Linked DNA regions of Mus musculus: region 1 is linked to region 2. The links are chromatin contacts, called in public HiChIP or PLAC-seq maps. All regions are on one chromosome and are shown on one strand. Each heading gives the region's core, a stretch centred on a gene start, on an enhancer-like site or on the middle of the called end of the contact. The rest is flanking DNA. Distances are from core to core; before and after follow the strand shown. Region 1 holds the start of Upk3b (uroplakin 3B). Region 2 overlaps Ssc4d (scavenger receptor cysteine rich family, 4 domains).

Region 1 (4,116 bases), core at 523-3,022, 76 kb after region 2:
GGGGCTATCCCTAGTGTGAATCTTATGAAAATACTGAAAACCACCAACCTAGGGCTGTAGAGAATTTGCCTGGAATACCCTAATGAACAGCTCAGGGGTGACTCAGCAGTAGTGTTTGCCTAGAGTCCCCCAGTGAGGGGCTAAGGGTGTGGCTCAGTGGTAGAGCCCCTGCCTAGAATCCCCCAGGGAGGGGCTGGGGTGAGGCTCAGTGGTAGAGCCCCTGACTAGAATCCCCCAGGGAGGGGTTGGAGGCGTGTGTGTGTGTGTGTGTGTGTGTGTGTGTGTGTGTGTGTGTGTGTGTGTATGTGTGTTAGTTTGAATGAGAATTCCCCCATAGGCTCATATGTTTGAATACTTGGTCCCTATTTGGTAGAACTGTTTGGGAAGGGTTAGGAGGTGTGGCCTTGTTGGAGAAAGTGTGTCACTAGGGGTGGACTTTGGAGTTTTTAAAGCCATTTCCAGTGTTTTCTTTCTATCTCCTACTTGAGGATCAGTATGTGAGCTTTTGCGTATTTCTACTGCCACGCCATTGCTCCACCATCATGGACTCTAACCCTCCAAACAGCAAGCCCAACTAAATGCTTCTTTTATAAGTCGCCTTGGGCATGGTGTTTTGTCATAGCAATGGAAAGGTGACTACATCAGCATGGATGCAAGGAACTGTGTACCAACCAGGTCTTCAATAACAAACAAAAAAGGCACATTCATGCTGCTGTAGTAGTGCACACATGAATCCCAGAATTTGGAAAAAGGTGGCAAGAAGATCATGAGTTCAAGGCCAGCCTGGACTACACAGCAAGAATTCCTAGTTGGCCAGAGATTCTTAGCAAGATCTGTTTGAAAAGCATACACACACACAGGGTCACTGGTCTGTGGGTCTTATAGCGGGTGTGTGTGTGTGTGTGTGTGTGTGTGTGTGTGTGTGTGTGTGTGTGTTTGGTTGCCAGGTTGCTTGCAGAAGCTAGCAGTGCCTATCTGTGATCACAGGGGCATCAAAAGTTCAAAGACTGCCAGGCAGAGAGAGACACACGCCTTTAATCCCAACATTTGGGAGGCAGAGGCAGGTGGACCTTTGAGTTCAAGGCCAGCCTGGTCTACAGAGTGAGTTCCAGGACAGTCGGGGCTACACAGAGAAACCCTGTCTGGAAAAACCAAAAAAGGAAAAAAGAAAAAAAAAAAAAAGAGTTCAAAAGTCATCTTCTGTTATATAGTGAGTTTGAGGCTAGTCTGTACTACATGGGAACCTGTCTCAAAAACAGACAAACAAACTTAAAACGACATAGAATAAGACTCGTAGGGTTAGCACTCAGGAGACAGAGGCAGGCAGATTTCTGAGTTCGAGGCCAGCCTGGTCTACAAAGTGAGTTCCAGGACAGCCAAGGCTACACAGAGAAACTCTGTCTCGACAAAACAAAACAAAACAAACAAACAAAAAGGACTTGTAGGGTTTGTATAAACAAAATGTTTGTCAGTCACCAAAGGCTGTCCCGTCCTTTCGGAGGACTAGTGCTTCCACTGGAGAAGGAACGGACATTCCGAGCTGGGGAAGACATATCTCCTTGGGCACAGGCTACATGGAGGGCAGGCAGTGTCTGGGAGCTGCTTTGGGGCTGGACTAGGTCAGGGCCAGCCTACCACACAGGCTCTCCCCTCTCCTCACTTCCTGGATAAGGATGGATGGCCAGAGGGTGGCTCCTGGCACCCAGAGTTCAGGAATCCTAGGCATGTGGTTCTGGGCCCAGATAGAGGAGGGGAGTCTCCCTCCCAGGGCCAGGGAGTAAGGTGGTACCACAATTTAGACATCAGCTTTGGGATGGAGGTGACTGGGGGGTCACGTGAAGGCCAACCCTAAATGGCTCCTCTCCCTTAGTTCTGGAGTGGGGCCCCTGTTCAGGAGCCCACTGAGCCCCTCCCTGGGGTGGGCTGGGAGCAGGGAGGGGTGAGCTCATAGGTTCAGGTCTTTCCTGTTCTCCTGGCAGTCCAAGTGACCAGCAACTGTAGGCCAGAGGTGTCGGAGGTGGGGTGAGACAGGACCAGCCCCTAAGCCTGGTCAGGCCTGATCAAGTGCTGTGGCAGTCATGGTGCGAACGCGGTGGCAGCCTCACCCTCCGCCGCCCCTGCTTCTCCTGGTGCTCGTGTGGCTCCCCCAAAGCCTGAGTCTAGGTGAGTGGAGCTCTTGCAATGGATGCCCTTAGCCAAACCTAGGGTTCTGGGAACCTATTACACCTCCTGGACCGAGAGAATCGGGGAGGGGAGGGGGAGCCCCACAGAACAGCAGTGCTTATCTCGATTCTCACCTTTGTCCCCCATGGCTATAGACCTGATTGCCTACGTGCCGCAGATAACAGCCTGGGACCTGGAAGGGAAGATCACAGCCACTACATTCTCTCTGGAGCAGCCTCGGTGCGTCTTTGATGAGCATGTCTCAACTAAGGACACCATCTGGCTAGTGGTGGCTTTCAGCAATGGTGCGTGCTGAGGACTTGGGGTCTTGGGGTGAGGGCATGGGCTGAGAAGAGATACCCGAGGATCTGGGTGGATGGTAACATTGACCTTGTCTCTGGGTGTGAGGGTCAGGACTGTAGATTAGATTAGCCAGGGATGTGTTGAGCACAAGGTGGGCAAAGCCTGTCCTTTTTTTTTTTTTTTTTTTGAGACAGGGTCTGCTGTAGCCCAGGTGACCTTAAACTTCTGAGCTTACTGCCTCCACCTTCCAATTGCTGGGACGGTGGGCATGCACAACCATGCCAGTCCATGTGGTACCAGGGATAGAGGCCAGGGTTTATGCATTGCTAGGCAAGTACAACCTTCCTAATGCTGACGCCCCTTCAACGCAGTTCCTCATGCTGTGGTGACCCCCACCCCAACAAAAAAATTATTTCATTGCTATTTCATAACTGTAATTTTGCTACCAATACGAATTTTTAATGTAAATATCTCATGTGTGATCCTGAGTTGTTGGAGCCCCGATGGGGATCGAGACCCATTATGTCACCTGGGGAAGTGGGGTCACGCCCTCTGCAGATCGCTTCCTGGGACAGAAGCAGTCCGCTGCTCTCTATTCCTTTAAAATAACTGTCTTGCACTTGCTTATTTATTGTATGTAGCAGTCCAGACGTGATCGTGGGCAATTCAGAGGACAGCTTGAGGGAGTCAGGTCTCTCCTTCCAACCTGTGGGTCCTGGGGATCAAACGTAGGTCGGCAGATTTGGCCACAAGCGCCTATCTTATTAATAGACCTAACAGGGCCACAGCCTGCTCTTGCCTCTATCTGTCCCTTTTTCCTCCAGCCTCCAGGGACTTTCAGAACCCACAGACTGCTGCTAAGATCCCGACCTTCCCACAGCTGCTGACTGACGGCCACTATATGACATTACCCCTGTCCCTGGATCAGCTGCCATGTGAGGACCTGACCGGTGGCAGTGGAGGTGTCCCCGTGCTTCGGGTGGGCAATGATTTTGGCTGTTACCAGCGACCCTATTGCAACGCCCCCCTCCCCAGCCAGGGCCCTTACAGGTGGGTTGTCAGGAGCCCCTGCCCTGGGATTGGGTGTCTTCAGGGAAGGAGGTGGGACTTCTTGGACTAAGATTCAGACCCTGCCCCCTTCTTCTGAATGAGGGCCAGCTATAGCTCCACCCCTTTGTTAGCCACAGTTTCCTTTCTTTGCATAGTGAGGTTTCAAAAAGACCGGACAGCTCTGTGCAGTGGTGTCATAGCCAATGAGGCGATTATTGAATCGCTGACTGAAAACTTATTATTATTGCTGACTGAAAACTTTCCCCCAAAAGATCTTTCAATTTGCTGATCGCAGTGACATACTCATGTGATCTCAGCACTGGAGACAGAGGAAGGAGGTTCATGAGTTCAAGGCCAGGTGCAGGTACATAATGAATTTGAGATAAGCTACTACTTAAGACCTTAAAACAAAAGATCGGCAGCTGGCTGGGGATGTAGCTCCGTTGGTAGGCGTTTAGTCTCTGTGTATGAAGCCCTCCGTTCCATCCCAGCACTCAAGAGGTGAAACGGCAGGAAACGCAGGAGTATGTTATTCACAGCCACAAATTGAATTCAAGGCTAGCCTGGGCTATATGAGACAGTTATTTCAAAAAACCAAAA
Region 2 (4,807 bases), core at 856-3,355:
GGTGCAGAAGGGAAGGATTGGGGGTACTATATGAGTTCCCCCAAAGAGAAGTGGGTTATTCTCTCACATTTTCTGATTTGGCTGAGCAAAACATTGCTATGTTCACTGTATTGGGCCTTCCGCAGGTGATAACAGTCTCGGGACACACAGTAAGAGGACTCGGGCAGGTACTGCATCTCTCCCATGCACGGGGAGAAAGGGGTACCAGGAACCCGAGCTATCATAGGAAGGCATCCTGGGAAAGGACAGGCAGTTCCTCATAGGCTCCTTTGATATGGTATGGAGTACAGAGCCATCTGGGTCACAATGGCTGGCACAAGACACTGGCATCCTCGCTGTGGTCACAGTTGTGGACATCCCAGCGGATATGAGAGCACAGTAGCAAGGTGCTCTCATCTCCTCGGCATTTGACATTGTCCAAGAGGATTGGGCCTCGGCCTGGGCCAAAGTGGGCCTCTCCCGGGGCTGCGAGAGCCTGGCCACATCCCAGCTGACGGCACAGGACAATGGCTGCCCGTAGGTCCCAGGCATCATCACAAACAGTGCCCCACCGTTGTCCTAGGAAGAGTTCTACGCGCCCCTCACATCGGTGTGTTCCACTAGCCAGACGGAGGTGCCCTGTGTTGGAGATAAGGCCTGGGTCAGAAGAGCCCATGGGATCATGGGACCCAAGAGATGGCTCTACAGTTGAGGGCACTTGCCACCACAGGTTGTCCTCTGACCTTCACATTCCTTCATACTGTTTTGCCTTCACATGTGTGAACATATCATGCATATACACGGGTACACAGACACCAATAAATAATGCTGGACAAGTTGGCACACACCTCTGATCCCAACACTAAGAAGGCAGAGGCAAGCAGATCTCTGTGAGTTCAAGCCTAGCCTGTTCGACACAGCAATGGTCAGCCAGAGCTATGTAGTGAGACCCTCAACAGACAGTCTCAGCCCCTTAGCCACAGGCTGTTTGCAAACTATGACCATGTCTTATCCTGACCCTCAAAGTTTACTGTCCCCACTTCCACACCTACATTCCCTGGGCTAATTTGTTGTTTGTTTTTCCATGAGCCCTTGTATGTTGTTCAGGCAGGCCTTGAAGTTACTGTCCTTCTGACCCAAGTCTCCAGAATGCTGGAATGAAAGCCATAGGCCACCATGCCTAATTCTGCATTCTCTCATTTCTTCAGTTTGTTTGATCCCAAGTGGAGAAATCTCTAGGTTGCTGTAGTGTTTTATCACTCCAGGTCCATCTTATCCCTAAAGTTCCAACCTCATTTTCAGTGGCAGTAAACACCTACCATCTCTGGGCCGAGGACTGGGCATTCGGGTGGTCTCAGAACCAGCCTGCTGGACTTGGAGTCCCAGTTCCTCTGGGCCTGGCTCAGCAGGGGCATAAAAAAAGAGATGGTTGTCATGGTGGGGAACATATGCTCCCTAGAACCAGATCAATTCTCCCAACCTTCCCAAGTTGTACAGAAAGACAGAAAGAACCTCAAAGACCTGCCAACCTAAGGTAGGAGACTGGAGGACCCCCTAGGTCTAGGCATCAAGTAAAGGTGGAGATACGGGAACAAGGGATTGACAGTGTCCTGCCAGACTTTGTACACACCTGTTTTCATTGGTATCTCTGAAAAGTCAAAGGCTAGTTTTGGGAAAGCCGTCAGCCACTCCTGCTTCCTACCAATCACTAGCAGCAGAGACTATAAATTGGATAGCACAGCACGAGTGCTCCCTTGACCGCGCCCTAGTCACCCCCTGCAGACAAATCGCCCTTCCGGTTACACCCCTAAGGCTCAACAGCGAGAGTGCAGGAGCATCCACCCCCCCCACCCCACCCCCACCCCCTGCTATGTGCAATACTTCCGCTGCAGTGCAGCAGAGAGCGCCACGCCCATTCCTCCACCGCAGCTCCTGCTATCAGGCCCCGCCCACAAACCCTGTGCCCTGCTTCACTTTCGCCTTCCCAGTCCTAGGCCAGCCAGAAAGCTACGCAGCTTCCGCTCGCTCCCACAGCAGGGAGCTCCTGCGCACGACCCCACCCAGGCCTCCTCAGACTCGGCCCCACTCCCGACTGTGAGCTAAAAGAGGCTCCGCCCACAGGACCGTCATGGCCCACGCATCGCCCAGCTCAACCACATCTTGTCCCGCCCCTACAGGATACCCACCCCTCTCCTGATTCAGGCCCGCCCATAGACGTGAGCGCATGCGTTCATGGGTCCTCGCCCAGCTTGCACGGCTCCACCTTTCCTCCATATAAACCCTGCCCGCACCTCCTATGGGTCGGGCCCCGCCCACCACTCCGGCTCCACCTCCTCTCTTGCCACAGCTTCACCTGCACAAAGCGCTCCGGCGTCTTCGTGGTGGCCGCAGTTGTGCTGTCCCCAGCCCAGATGGAAGCAGTCGCTGAGGCGGGCCTCAGTACCGGTGCAGCCTACGTTGTCTAGCAGCACAGGGCCTCGGCCATAGCCAAAATGACCAAGGCCCGTGGCGCCTAGCGCGGGCCCGCAACCCGCCTCGCGACAGGCCACCCGCGCGTCCGCGAAGTCCCAGTCATCGTCGCACACGGTGCCCCAACCCCCGGCGTACAGCACCTCCACGCGGCCGCGGCACGGGCTCGGGCCCCCGACCAGCCTCAGCCTTCCGCCTGCGGGGCGCACAGGCCGGTGCCAGGGGATGACCTGGGACAGCAGGCTCCCCTCCCTATTGCAGCCCTTGGCCCACCGCTCCCCCCAACCCCCCTGCGGGACCCGGGCAGGGCCACTTACTTTTCTTCCCTGAGGCCCGGGCTGCTGTCGTCAGCCACACAGTGTCCCTGGAAGGTGAGGCACCAACTCCTGTAGCTGCGGAGACAAGGGAGCCTTTGAAGGGAACAAGAAGGCCATTTACCACACCCACAGCTTACTTTGCCTCAGTCACAGAGTCACCTCACTGTCTAGTAAAAAACATCTTTTAGGATTTTCCTCCCTATTTTCTTTTTTTCCCAAGATAAGCTCTCAGTATGTAGCCTTGGCTGGGCTAGAACTCACTATGTAGATAGGCCGGATCTCCAGTGGTGATAGCGCATGCCTTTAATCCCAGCACTTGGAAGGCAGAGACAGGCGGATTTCTGAGTTCGAGGCCAGCCTGGTCTACAGAGTGAGTTCCAGGACAGCCAGGGCTATACAGAGAAACCCTGTCTCAAAAAAACAAACAAACAAAAAAACAAAAAGGGACTGATCTCTCAGACTTACAAGAGATCTGTCTCCCGAATGCTAGGAGTAAAAGCTTTTGGGTTTTTGAGGTCTTGCCTCAATTTGGTGTGACCCACCATTCGTGGTTTTGTGGTCCTTCAGATGGGCTTGTTCTTTTTTGTTGTTGTTGTTTTTTGTTTTTTGTTTTTTTTTTTTTTTTTTGAGACAGGGTTTCTGTGTAGCCCTGGCTGTCCTGGAACTCACTCTGTAGATCAGGCTGGCCTCAAACTCAGAGATCACCTGCCTCTGCCTCTGCCTCTCAAGCGTTGGGATTAAAGGCGTGCGACACCACTGCCCTGCTTGGGCTTGTTCTTGATAAGCAGTCAGTCAACCACCTGAGTTCCACCCCTCAACTCCTGAATCTTAAATTATCGTACTTTTAATCACACAGTGATACCTGTAGTTTTAATTCCAAACTTACCTCTAACCTTGATTCCTGATTTGAGTTCCTACTCATGGGCTCTTAATTCCCCACCTTAACAGCAACCCCTAATTTGACTCAAGCATTTTAAAGAAATCTTTAATCCCAGCACTCAAGAGGCAGAAGCAGGTGGATCTCTGTGAGTTGAGGGCCAGCCTCATCTACAAAGGGAGTCCCAGGGCTACAGAGGAAGAAAGCTCTTATCCACCCTTAATTCTTCAGAGCTCTGGGTGTCATCTGCTGCCATCTGCTCATCTTTACCATCTGCCCCAAAGCCTTTGCTCAAGTCCCTTTCCTGTGTCTCTAGAAGAGCTTCCTTAGTTCCCACCCCTGCCTGTCTCATCCAACCTTTCCAGCGGGGAGAGCGGGCTCTTTACCTGCTGGCCCAGTGTGCCGTGCCCAGTCTTCTTTTGTGACAGACGGAGGCAGAGCTGTGGAAGTCGGAGGGCTTAGAACTAGAGCAGGAGAGAAGACAGAAGGGTCAGTCATTGGACCAGCTTTACATCCAGGACTGGCATTCAATGAGCCCTGGCCAGCTTTGACAGCAGTCCTTTATTTATTTATTTATTTATTTTGGTTTTTTGAGACAGGGTTTCTCTGTGTAGCCCTGGCTGTCCTGGAACTCACTCTGTTAACCAGGCTGGCCTCGAACTCAGAAATCTGCCTGCCTCTGCCTCCCAAGTGCTGGGATTAAAGGCGTGTGCCACCACTGCCTGGCTTGTTTTTGTTTTTGTTTTTCTTCAGGGTTTTATGTAGCTGAGGGAGTAGTAGAGCTGTAAGTATGTACCAGCAGGCCTGGTTTGTGTGGGGCTGGAAATTAAACCCAGGGCTTCTTGCATGTTAGGAAAGCACCCCATCAAATAAGCTACATAACTCTGCTCCAATGCTGACCTTTAATTTGCTGAAAACACCTCCCAAATTGGAGAGGGTCCATATGGGGGGGCAGTCTATTATTAGATTCTCAGGGTTACAGATAGCTAGGCATGGTTCTGCAGTTAGGTTCTTTGAAAGTAATCTTTGAGGGAGCATTCTAGAATATTATTGCTTTATTCTGAAATCATCCATGAAGAATACCTGGAAATTGCTAGAAAATTCTGGAAGCAGTCCTAATAATGGAGGAATAAGAGCTACTGAGAATGTGCGAATGAGTTATCCA

Evidence for each region. HiChIP or PLAC-seq counts read pairs in DNA pulled down with a chosen protein or histone mark.
Region 1: an H3K27ac HiChIP or PLAC-seq map of embryonic stem cells shows a contact between it and region 2, with 10 read pairs. The contact joins the promoter of Upk3b here to the enhancer-like site in region 2. A contact is called at or near these places in 16 of 39 promoter capture datasets (the C10 cell line, the HPC-7 cell line, cranial neural crest and 11 more), 4 of 15 datasets of contacts at CTCF or cohesin (CD8 T cells, the G1E-ER4 cell line, the NIH/3T3 cell line and 1 more), 71 of 484 Hi-C or Micro-C datasets (the 63-12 cell line, the AML12 cell line, B cells and 41 more), 18 of 115 datasets of contacts at active chromatin or transcription factors (the 230-238 cell line, CD8 T cells, acute myeloid leukemia and 7 more) and 5 of 9 other capture datasets (adipose tissue, embryonic stem cells, liver and 2 more).

Annotation. Positions count from the first base shown.
Region 1 is chr5:136,036,724-136,040,839 of GRCm38.p6, forward strand. It overlaps Upk3b (uroplakin 3B), which reads left to right and starts at 1,773. Exons shown (of 6, transcript NM_175309.4): 1 at 1,773-2,163; 2 at 2,319-2,468; 3 at 3,291-3,516. The coding sequence starts at 2,079.
Region 2 is chr5:135,960,591-135,965,397 of GRCm38.p6, forward strand. It overlaps Ssc4d (scavenger receptor cysteine rich family, 4 domains), which reads right to left. Exons shown (of 11, transcript NM_001160366.1): 7 at 4,029-4,106; 8 at 2,766-2,840; 9 at 2,333-2,644; 10 at 1,299-1,376; 11 at 1-618. The coding sequence ends at 302. Among named protein-coding and RNA genes, the nearest start is that of Ssc4d, 11 kb to the right of the region's middle. Within about 2 kb of position 2,106, at least 418 of the 459 cell types and tissues checked have an H3K27ac peak or open chromatin away from gene starts, as enhancers often do. A contact at or near this core is called in the 230-238 cell line, the 63-12 cell line, the AML12 cell line and 43 more, where this site is marked.